Regions from separate parts of the Mus musculus genome. Here region 2 is linked to region 1. The links are chromatin contacts, called in public HiChIP or PLAC-seq maps. All regions are on one chromosome and are shown on one strand. The core of a region is the stretch at or near the end of the contact, and the rest is flanking DNA. Distances in the headings are between cores, read along the strand shown. Region 1 holds the start of Tmem19 (transmembrane protein 19). Region 2 has its middle 31 kb from the start of Lgr5.

Region 1 (4,402 bases), core at 966-3,465:
CAGAGATCTGCCTGCCCCTCTATCTTCCAAGTGCTGGGGTTAAAAGCGTGTGCCACCACCACAACTTGGTTTATTAAATATTCTTAAAATTATTTTCATACACTACGAAGAGCTAATAGGGCCAACTGAGCCACAGAAGATTGGAAAAAAAAAAGCCTTATTTGGGGAAGTGAAGCTATAGCTCACTCATTTACATTGGGTGTCTGGTCCTAGTGGAAGAGATGAGCTTAGAAATCCTAGTTTGTTCCACTTACTTATATCAGAATGCTCTTGTGTGCATAGGCAACTTCTAAGACAACTTCAAAACTTAAAATCTGTGTGTGTGTCAAGTGTTGTGGTGCATTCACGCCCTTTAATCCCAGCAGATCTCTTTAAGTTCTAGGCCAGCCTTGTCTATGTAGTGACAGTCTGTCTCAGAAAAACAAAAACAAAACAAAAAAACCAGTGTGTGTGCATGTTTATGTGTGATGTGTGTGCCCGAGTGTATATGTATTTGTGTGTGTGTGTGTGTATAGATAACATGTATGTAGAAGTCAGAATAACTTTGAGTTGGCCCAAGAGTTCCTGGGGGTTCTCCTATGCCTCCTCCTGCCTAGGAGCACTGGAATTATAAATGCGTTCTACTGGGCCCAGCCTCATGTGGGTTCAGGAGATTCAGACTCAGGTCCCCAAGCTTGCACAGCAAGCACACCCAACCCAGAGTCACTACCTCAAGTCCCCGTTTTGAAATGTTACAGATCTCACTGGAATGTTGGCCCACATAATTCCAGAACATAGGAGCCTGAGACCAGAGGATTTGAATTTGAGATCACCCAGGGCTACAAGCTGGGGCCTTGTCTTAAAACAAAACAACCCAAACAGGCAACAAACAAGAGTTGGATATGGAGCAGCCTCTGAACACATGCATGGGTGCACAGTATATGCAAAACCCTGGATTTAACCCCCCCCCCCACTCTAAGAGCCAAATCCAAAATAATCCTTTAGAACCATCACAGGACCAAGGTATATAATCCGAATATATTAATGCCAAAATGAAATCCATCAGCTTGTACAATTAATATATACTAAGGGAGAAAAGTCCGTAAAGTCTTGTCTTATGTTGAAGTGTCCTGTAAAGTCATATACGATGGTTGGAGGTTGTAATCCCAATACTCTGGAGGCTGAGACAGGGATCAGGAAGAATTCAGTAGCAGGAGCAGTAGTAGGAGCTAAGACAGCAAGATTTGGCTTCATGAGAGCAAAGATGTACCAAGAAGCCAATGGAAAGACCAAGTGGCTGCAGGGTACGGTGATGATCAAACCGGACGAGCAAGAGGACAGTGTCTGCACGAGACCTATCTATTTGTGTGAAGTGACAAATTCTTCAACTTGCAAATGAAAAGACTGTACCTCCTTTGTTATTCTCACGGGATTATGAAACCGCTACACCATGGCAAATCTTAAAAAGATAAGCATCCCCCAAATTGTTTCACAAAACTACCTTTTATGTCTCCCCCCCCCCCAACTAAGGTAAACAGAAGTAATTATTTGAGACATGCGTTTTGTGATAGGTATCATTAAATATCAGCACAAGAAACATCATGGAAGGCTGTAAAGTTCTCTAGACATTGTTTATCTTATCACCGTAGCAAACCAGATTCAGGTTTCGGCAGTGAACATAACTGTTCTTAACCATTTACATATTTTTTGGATTTTGAAGTCGTAGTTTAAAATTCCACCCATTAACTTCTAGCAAAACTTAAAACACTTTTACTTACCATAATAGGTGCTAGCAGTCATTGACATAATCCAGAACGCTAGGGAAATGCAAATGATCAGGCTCAGTATTACTATATTGGTAATCATCTTTATATACCTTTTGCACGTAGTGTCGTCACTATCTGTCATGGAAAATAGAGCTACGAGCACCTGAGGGGGGGGAATAGATAGCATTTCAGATGAACCAAGTCATTCAAGTTTCTTGCAACAATACTCCTTTAGAGGCATAGAGAAATACCAACATCTTCCACCAACCGAACGACAAAATAGAATCGTAAATCCAAAACGTCTAGTCACTGCTGCAGGCGCAGCGCTCCGGCTCGACCCGGGGAGGTTAACGCCGCCCTTGGAAAAAGAAGGTGCAGGGAGGATGCACAGAGGACCCGCCAGGCCAGCAGGGAGGCCGGCAGCTCCCACCTAGAGGGACCCGGAAGGAGCACAAACGACCGGTGGCCAATGAGCGGCCAGCACCGCGGAGCCCCGCCCCTCCCCGCCCTCGGACCCCCCCCCCGAGCTCCGCCCCCGCACGGCGCGCTCCGCCCCCTGGGCCCCTGCTCCAAGTCTGCCCCAGCTCCACCTCTGCCGTACGCTGCCCGGGCAAGCGAACCAAGGCTGGGAACAGCGCGGGCGAGCGCCTTTACGTCCCCACCCCGCTGCCCCGGGAGTCGCTCTGGTCTCTCCGCGACTCCCTCCGTGTACGCATGCGCAGCAGCCCTGCTCCGCTCACGTGACTCGTCGAGGCGGAAACCCGGCTTGAGTTTGCTTAGTGTCTCTTTGCGGGTCGGAGTGCTGTTTCTAAAGCACCTCCAAAATAGACGTTAGGACAAATTAGGTCTTGGGATTTGTGGACAGCCTAGACTTGAAAAAAAAAATGTCACCAGTAAGGGTGGTGTGGGTCACTAAAACCTGCCATTGATGGAATAATGAACTGCGAGTGAATTTAGAGCCAGTAATGGGTTGTAACTTATGAAGCATTCATACCAGGCGATAGGGTGTGGACGACGTAGGAGTTTATCGTTAGAAGCGAAATTACTTAGAAAGTAGCTTAAAACAATGGCTTGGCTCTTAACCTGGGCCAGACTCAACTGGTACTGCGGTATGTAAACATAAATATAGTTCCCACGGTTGAGCTTTTGTATAATTACTGTTCTAACACACATTGTGGAAGTGTCTGTCCCCATCCACTCTATCTGTAAAAGTAACTTATTCGTCTGATGTATTGTCCTCTTGTAGGGCTCACTGTTGAATAAGCTCACCCTTTATAGTTCTTTCTAGAACTCTGGCTGTCTGGTTCAACCTAGCTGTTCTGGCTCAAACTCCTCACCAAGCTGCCTGATTCAATCTGGCTTCTCTCAAGTTCCCATTGAATTGTTCTGCCTAGCCTCAAACAACTCTGGCATTTTGTTCTAATCACCTGGCTCCTTCTTGTTCTCTGGCTTTAGTTGACTCTGCTCACCTGCAATGAACTTCATAGACTTGAAACAAACAAAAACCACAACCCGAACTCAACTGCAACTGCACCGCACTCCTGGCACTGCCTCCCACCTCTGACTAGCTGTCTCTCCCTGCACTGGGGCTCTTAAAATAGCTTCTCTTTCCTGTGCTGTCCTTGTAAGATGCATTCTGTCTCTGACTCATTCTGTCAAATCTTTCGATCTTTGTTACTTTGTCTGGCCCTCAATTAGACATCACTTTCACACCTGGCTCCTTCCTTCTAAAAACGAATTTGACCTTAAAGGACTGTACTCAGGTTGTATCCGTGTTCCAGGCAGAGGGGTTAAAGGGATGTGGCCTGTCTGCGATCTAGCCAGATCATAAAGATCTAGGTCTTTGGATGTAATCCCTTGCTAGAGGAGCCATCTTGCTGGATTAAAATTCCTCTACAATTTCAAGGGTGTGTATCCTGTCCATTCATTTATACAGCAGACCATCCTATTCTCAGATAATCCGAGTCTTGGGACTGATTTCACCTTTTATACATGGGTACTATTGTGCCAGTCCCATGTGGTTCTGGGGATTCAAATCCTGTTCTCAGGCTTCTACAGAAAGCACTTTATCCACAGTGCCATCTTCCCAGCCCCAGTATCAAAACAAAGATCTCACTAGATGTGGTGGCGCATGTTATTAATCCCAGAACTCAGGAGGCTGAGGTTCATTGGGAGTTATTTTGTCCAAGTGAATAGTAACAAGCTGACAACCACATATTTCCGAAGTGTTTCCAGCTACTTGTTGACAGTGTGGGAGGCAATGGAATTATTTAGATATTGTACACAATTGTGACATAACCCAGTCAACCTTTAAAAGCTTACATTTCCACTGCTGGGGGAAGGGCTTTTTCTTTCCGGTCAGGCTATATTTCTTTTGATGTACATGGGATGTCTGGTGGCTGAAACCATTTTGTATCACGGTGGGACACATTTGTAAAACTTCATGCTATTTTAAATTTCAAAATATATGCCAAGACTGTTTTTCCTTTGGTAGAACACAAAATAGTGGCTTCAACCAAAATTATTATATATCCTCTGTTATCTATTCTTTATAGTGCAAAGACTGGTCTGATTCCATGATAAGCTTCAAATTGGCAGTTAAGGAGACTAGGCCTACATTTCTGTTGCTAAGAACTGGGGAATTCCAGGCAAGTCCA
Region 2 (4,402 bases), core at 565-3,064, 260 kb after region 1:
GTAGATGGCTGATGGAAAACAAACCCAATGGCATCTTGGGAGGTTCCTTGTGTCACAATGTCATGCCAGGGCCTTTTCTTTTTCTAATTTAAAATTTATCTTTTTATTTATTCTCCCTCCCTCCCTCCCTCCCTCCCTCCCTCCCTCCCTCCCTCCCTCCCTCCCTCCATCTCTCCCCCCTTCCTCCTCCTCCTCTGTCTCTGTGTGTCTTTCCTTCCCTCTCCCCCCCTAACACTCTGCCCCCAACAGGTCCTTTATGTATATATTATGGCTTTCAGTATTGTGTTTTTATGGGATTCCTGAATGTGTGAACCAGTGGGTCTGCACTTATATCTGTTTCTTGTATCTTCTCTTGGGCTCCCTTCCTTCTGTCTTGTCCTATTGTGATGTGTTAATTCTATTTTATCTTACTATATGTTATTTTATTATTTTTCCTTCAGAGTTATTTGTTTTCTAAGGAGAGATAGGACTGGGATGGATCTGGATGGAAGGGGAGGTGGGAAAAAACTCGGAGGTGTCGAGGGAAAGGAAGCTAGAATCAGAATCTATTGCATGAAAAAAAATCTATTTTCAATAAAAGAAAAAGAAAACCTCTGAGATGTTTAAACTTTTAGACTTTCAAAAAAGATGAGCATTTATATCAACTTTCAATACTTTTGATAAGAATAAATAGGGTTATTACTCAGCCAAACCGGTTATCTCTAAGTTTGACGTTCTTCCACCGCCCCTTCAGTGACAGCAGACATAGGCTAAAGCTATTATTTTAGCTCCCTCTGCTGGTTGTAAATGGTGTGTTTGCAGGAGGCTGGACTGAGAAGGACAGATTTCTGGAGATTTTCACTGCAGCCCCCCCCCCCGTCCCCCCCCCCCGCCAGGTGAGGTGAATGCGTGGTCTTCTTATAGTATTTAAAACAACTTCACTGAGATATAATTCACACACCATAAACTTTATTTACTTCAAGTATTCAATTTGGTCCTTAGCGTATTAGTAGAGAGTGAAGTATCACCATAATCCACCCCCCGTCGTCCCCCTCCCCTCCCCCACCACTGGCTCCTGAAAGCTGTTAAATCTCTTCTTGTTTCTTTAAAAAAATATTTATTTAATTACTAAAGGCAGACTCTTCCCCTCTTTGTATTTTGACAGTTCCATATGCTTATGCAAATGCGCTGTGATCATCTTAAGTCCTCTTCTTATCACCTTCTCTGTCCCTCGTATCTCCCACCGACTCTCCCTCCTACTTTCATGCCCTTTTCTTCTTTCTGTCCTATTTTTGCTGTAGGTCTTGTACACATAAGTCACAGCTGCAGTGTAATCGTTATTGCAGTGGCCGCATCATACCTAGAAGATCGTGTGTCACAGTGATTCTCTTGATCCTTCAGCTACTACAATCTTTCTCCCCCCCTTCCCCCCCCCCCCGCCCCTCCGCGCTTTGATTTCCCTGCATCTTCGATGTAAAGCGCGCACTTAAGGCTGAACACTTAACAGTCACAAGGATGCTCTCATGTCCAAGGCCGCACTAGACTATGTGCAGAAAATACTTAGAAAGCAATTTGACCGAATGCCCATTCAATAAGAAAGCAGCACCAGCCTTTCTCTTAGGCTTTTGACTAAGCTCACAGGACCAGGCATGGATTCCTTTCTGTGAAGCTGCTTTCACGTTTCGGCAGAATGCAGCTGGTTATTCTTATATAGTCATGCCGGTTTATTTTATTTTATTTGCAACAGAAGGCACATCTTGTTTAAGGGGTCAGAACTGCGGCATACAGTGTCTAAAGCTGGGCGGGACAGTTTATGCCCCGCCCCCTCCAGCTGTAGAGCACCTTCTGCCACTTTGAGAGCTAGCAGCACAGGGGATGCTTTTAGCCTAGTCCAAGCTTGACTTCTCTGTGTCCTGTTCTCAAAACGAATCCTGTTTTAAGCAACAGGGTCTTACCATCTAGTTCTAGTGGACAACCAAGAGCAATGCCAGTAACCTGTGTTATTTTGTGAGCCTCTGGGAACCTCTCTAGACAGTAACTCGTACGGCGAGATCTCACACTTGGCTCTGGGATTTTTGTTTAAAAACCCATGGCTTCTGGGAAGAGCATTACCGAACCATGCGATTATAGCAGTTTACAAATATTTTCTTCCCACCCCTCTTGACTCTATTATTTCCTTTGCTGTGTAGACCTTTTACTTTGATGTAACAAGGTTAATCAGCGTTTAATTTTGTTATCTGTATTTTTAGGGTTCATATGCTAAAAACCACTGTGTGTTTTCCATATGTATTTTCTTTCTGGTAGTTTTATGTTTTCAGGTCCCAATATTTAAGTTTTTAAATTCAGTTTGAGTTAACTTTTGAGGATGTGAGACGAGCCAGTTCCGTTTGTTTGCGCGCCTGTCTTAAGGACGAGTCTTACTCTGTGGCACAGTGTTCACACCTCCGTTGAACATCAGCTGGATTTTGTTGAAATGATGGGGCATGGTGCCTTCAGCTCTAAAAGGTCTTCTAAGGCTCCATGAAGCTACTCAGGTTCTCTGTGTTTCCATATAGACGGTAGACAGAGTTCCTGCATCTGTGAACGATACCATTCAGAATTTGACAGAAACATAGAATCTATACATCGCTTTGGGCAGTAAATGCGTGTCGACCTTACAGTCCGTGAACACGAACTATCTTTTCGCTCATTTGTGTTTTCGATGATGTTTTTCATCAATACTTCACCTCATGGCTTTGCTTCATTCCCAAACATGTTTTTTTGTTTTTGTTTTTTTGTTTTTGTTTTTTTCCTGATGGGATTATTTAGCTTTCTCCTTTCTCATGGGGGGTGCCCTTTTCTTTCTTTCCTCGCTGCCCTGGTTAGGACTCTCAGCACCGAGTTGGGTACCAGTAGGACAGCATCCATATCCTATTCCTATTCTTAAAAAAAAAACCATCCTCAGCTCTTTGCTGTGAGAATGATGTTTGCCCCCCGGCTTATCTGGCCTTTGCCCTGTTGTGTTTCTTTTATCCCTAACTCACTAAGTCTCTGTTCCACAGACTGTTATCAGGACAGGATGCTGTGTTTTATACTCTCTCCCCCTTGTTGGGATGATGGTACGAATCTTCTCTTCGTTCTGCTAATGTGGCATTTTGATTTACTCACATTTAGCGATCATATTCCAGGGATGAATCTCACTCAATTCATCCCTGGTGGATAATCTTTTGTTCTGTTGGATTTTGCTACTATTTTCTCAGGATTTAAAAAGAATTTATTCATTTTATTTATTATTTTTGTTATTAAGTTAGGTATTTACTTTATATCTTGACCCCAGCTTCCCCTCTCTCCTCTCCTCCCAAGTCCCTTCCTGTCTCCTCCCCTCCAGAGCCACTCCTCTTGTCCTTCTCCTTAGAAAAGGGGAGGCCTCCCATGGATATTATAGTTGGTATATCAAGTACCAGTAAGACTAGGTGTGTCTTCTTCTTTTGAGGCTAGACCAGGCAGCCCAGTCAGGGGAAAGGAATCCTAAGGCAGGCAGTGTAGTCACAGGCAGTTCCTGCTCCTGCTTTAGGAGTCCCAGCTGCACATTATATACAGAGGGCCTATGTCTGTCCCATGCATGCTCTCTGGTTGGCGGTTCAGTCTCTGTGAGCCCCTATGGGCCCAGGTTGATTCTGTAGGTTTTGTTGTGATGTCCTTGACCTCTCTGGTTCCCTCAATCCTTCCTCCCACTCTTCCACACGATTCCCCAGTCTACAGCCATTCTACCCTGAACGTGCCCGATCTCGCTATTAATTTTATTTTCTGTGCATTGATGTTTTGCACGCATGTATGTCTGTGTGAGGGCATCAGATCTGCTGCAATAGAAGTGATAGACAGTTCCAAAGCAGAGTCTGGGAACTGAACTCAGGTCCTCTGGAAGAACAGATGGCACTCTTAACCACTGGGCCATCTCTCCAGCCCTGCTTTTGGTACTTGTGTTTGCCTTTGAGGTCAGGGCGATTGTGCTTTCATAAGTGAGTTAGGTTGTCAGTTTCTCATCTTTTTTTTTTTTTCATTTTTTTAAATTTTGAACAGTTTGAGAAAGACTGATGTTAATTCTGTAAAGATTTGGTTGAATAATCTCCTGGACTTTTCTTTGTTCAGAACCTTTTGATTATTGACTCAATCTCATTACTTGCCATATATATGTATATGTGTATATATATATATGATATATGATATATGATATGTGATATATGATGTATGATGTATGGTATATGATATGTGATATGTGGTATATGATATATGATATATATGCATACGTGTATTTATATGATCTGTATGTACATGATGTATATGTATGTTTTGGTAGGTTGTGTTTCTATTTTCTTTGTCTCATGATAGTTTTAGCTTTCTTCTTGATTTTTTTCTGATCCATTCCTCATTCAGGACAATGTTG

What was found. HiChIP or PLAC-seq counts read pairs in DNA pulled down with a chosen protein or histone mark.
Region 2: an H3K4me3 HiChIP or PLAC-seq map of neural tube shows a contact between it and region 1, with 3 times the contacts expected there. The contact joins the enhancer-like site here to the promoter of Tmem19 in region 1. A contact is called at or near these places in 4 of 39 promoter capture datasets (the C10 cell line, hippocampal neurons and pre-B cells), 2 of 115 datasets of contacts at active chromatin or transcription factors (embryonic midbrain and neural tube) and 2 of 9 other capture datasets (adipose tissue and pancreatic islet).

The regions. Positions count from the first base shown.
Region 1 is chr10:115,360,052-115,364,453 of GRCm38.p6, forward strand. Tmem19 (transmembrane protein 19) reads right to left here and starts at 2,216. Exons shown (of 7, transcript NM_133683.4): 1 at 2,001-2,216; 2 at 1,758-1,908. The coding sequence starts at 1,887.
Region 2 is chr10:115,616,892-115,621,293 of GRCm38.p6, forward strand. No RefSeq gene overlaps it. Among named protein-coding and RNA genes, the nearest start is that of Lgr5, 31 kb to the left of the region's middle. Within about 2 kb of position 1,815, at least 8 of the 459 cell types and tissues checked have an H3K27ac peak or open chromatin away from gene starts, as enhancers often do. A contact at or near this core is called in neural tube, where this site is marked.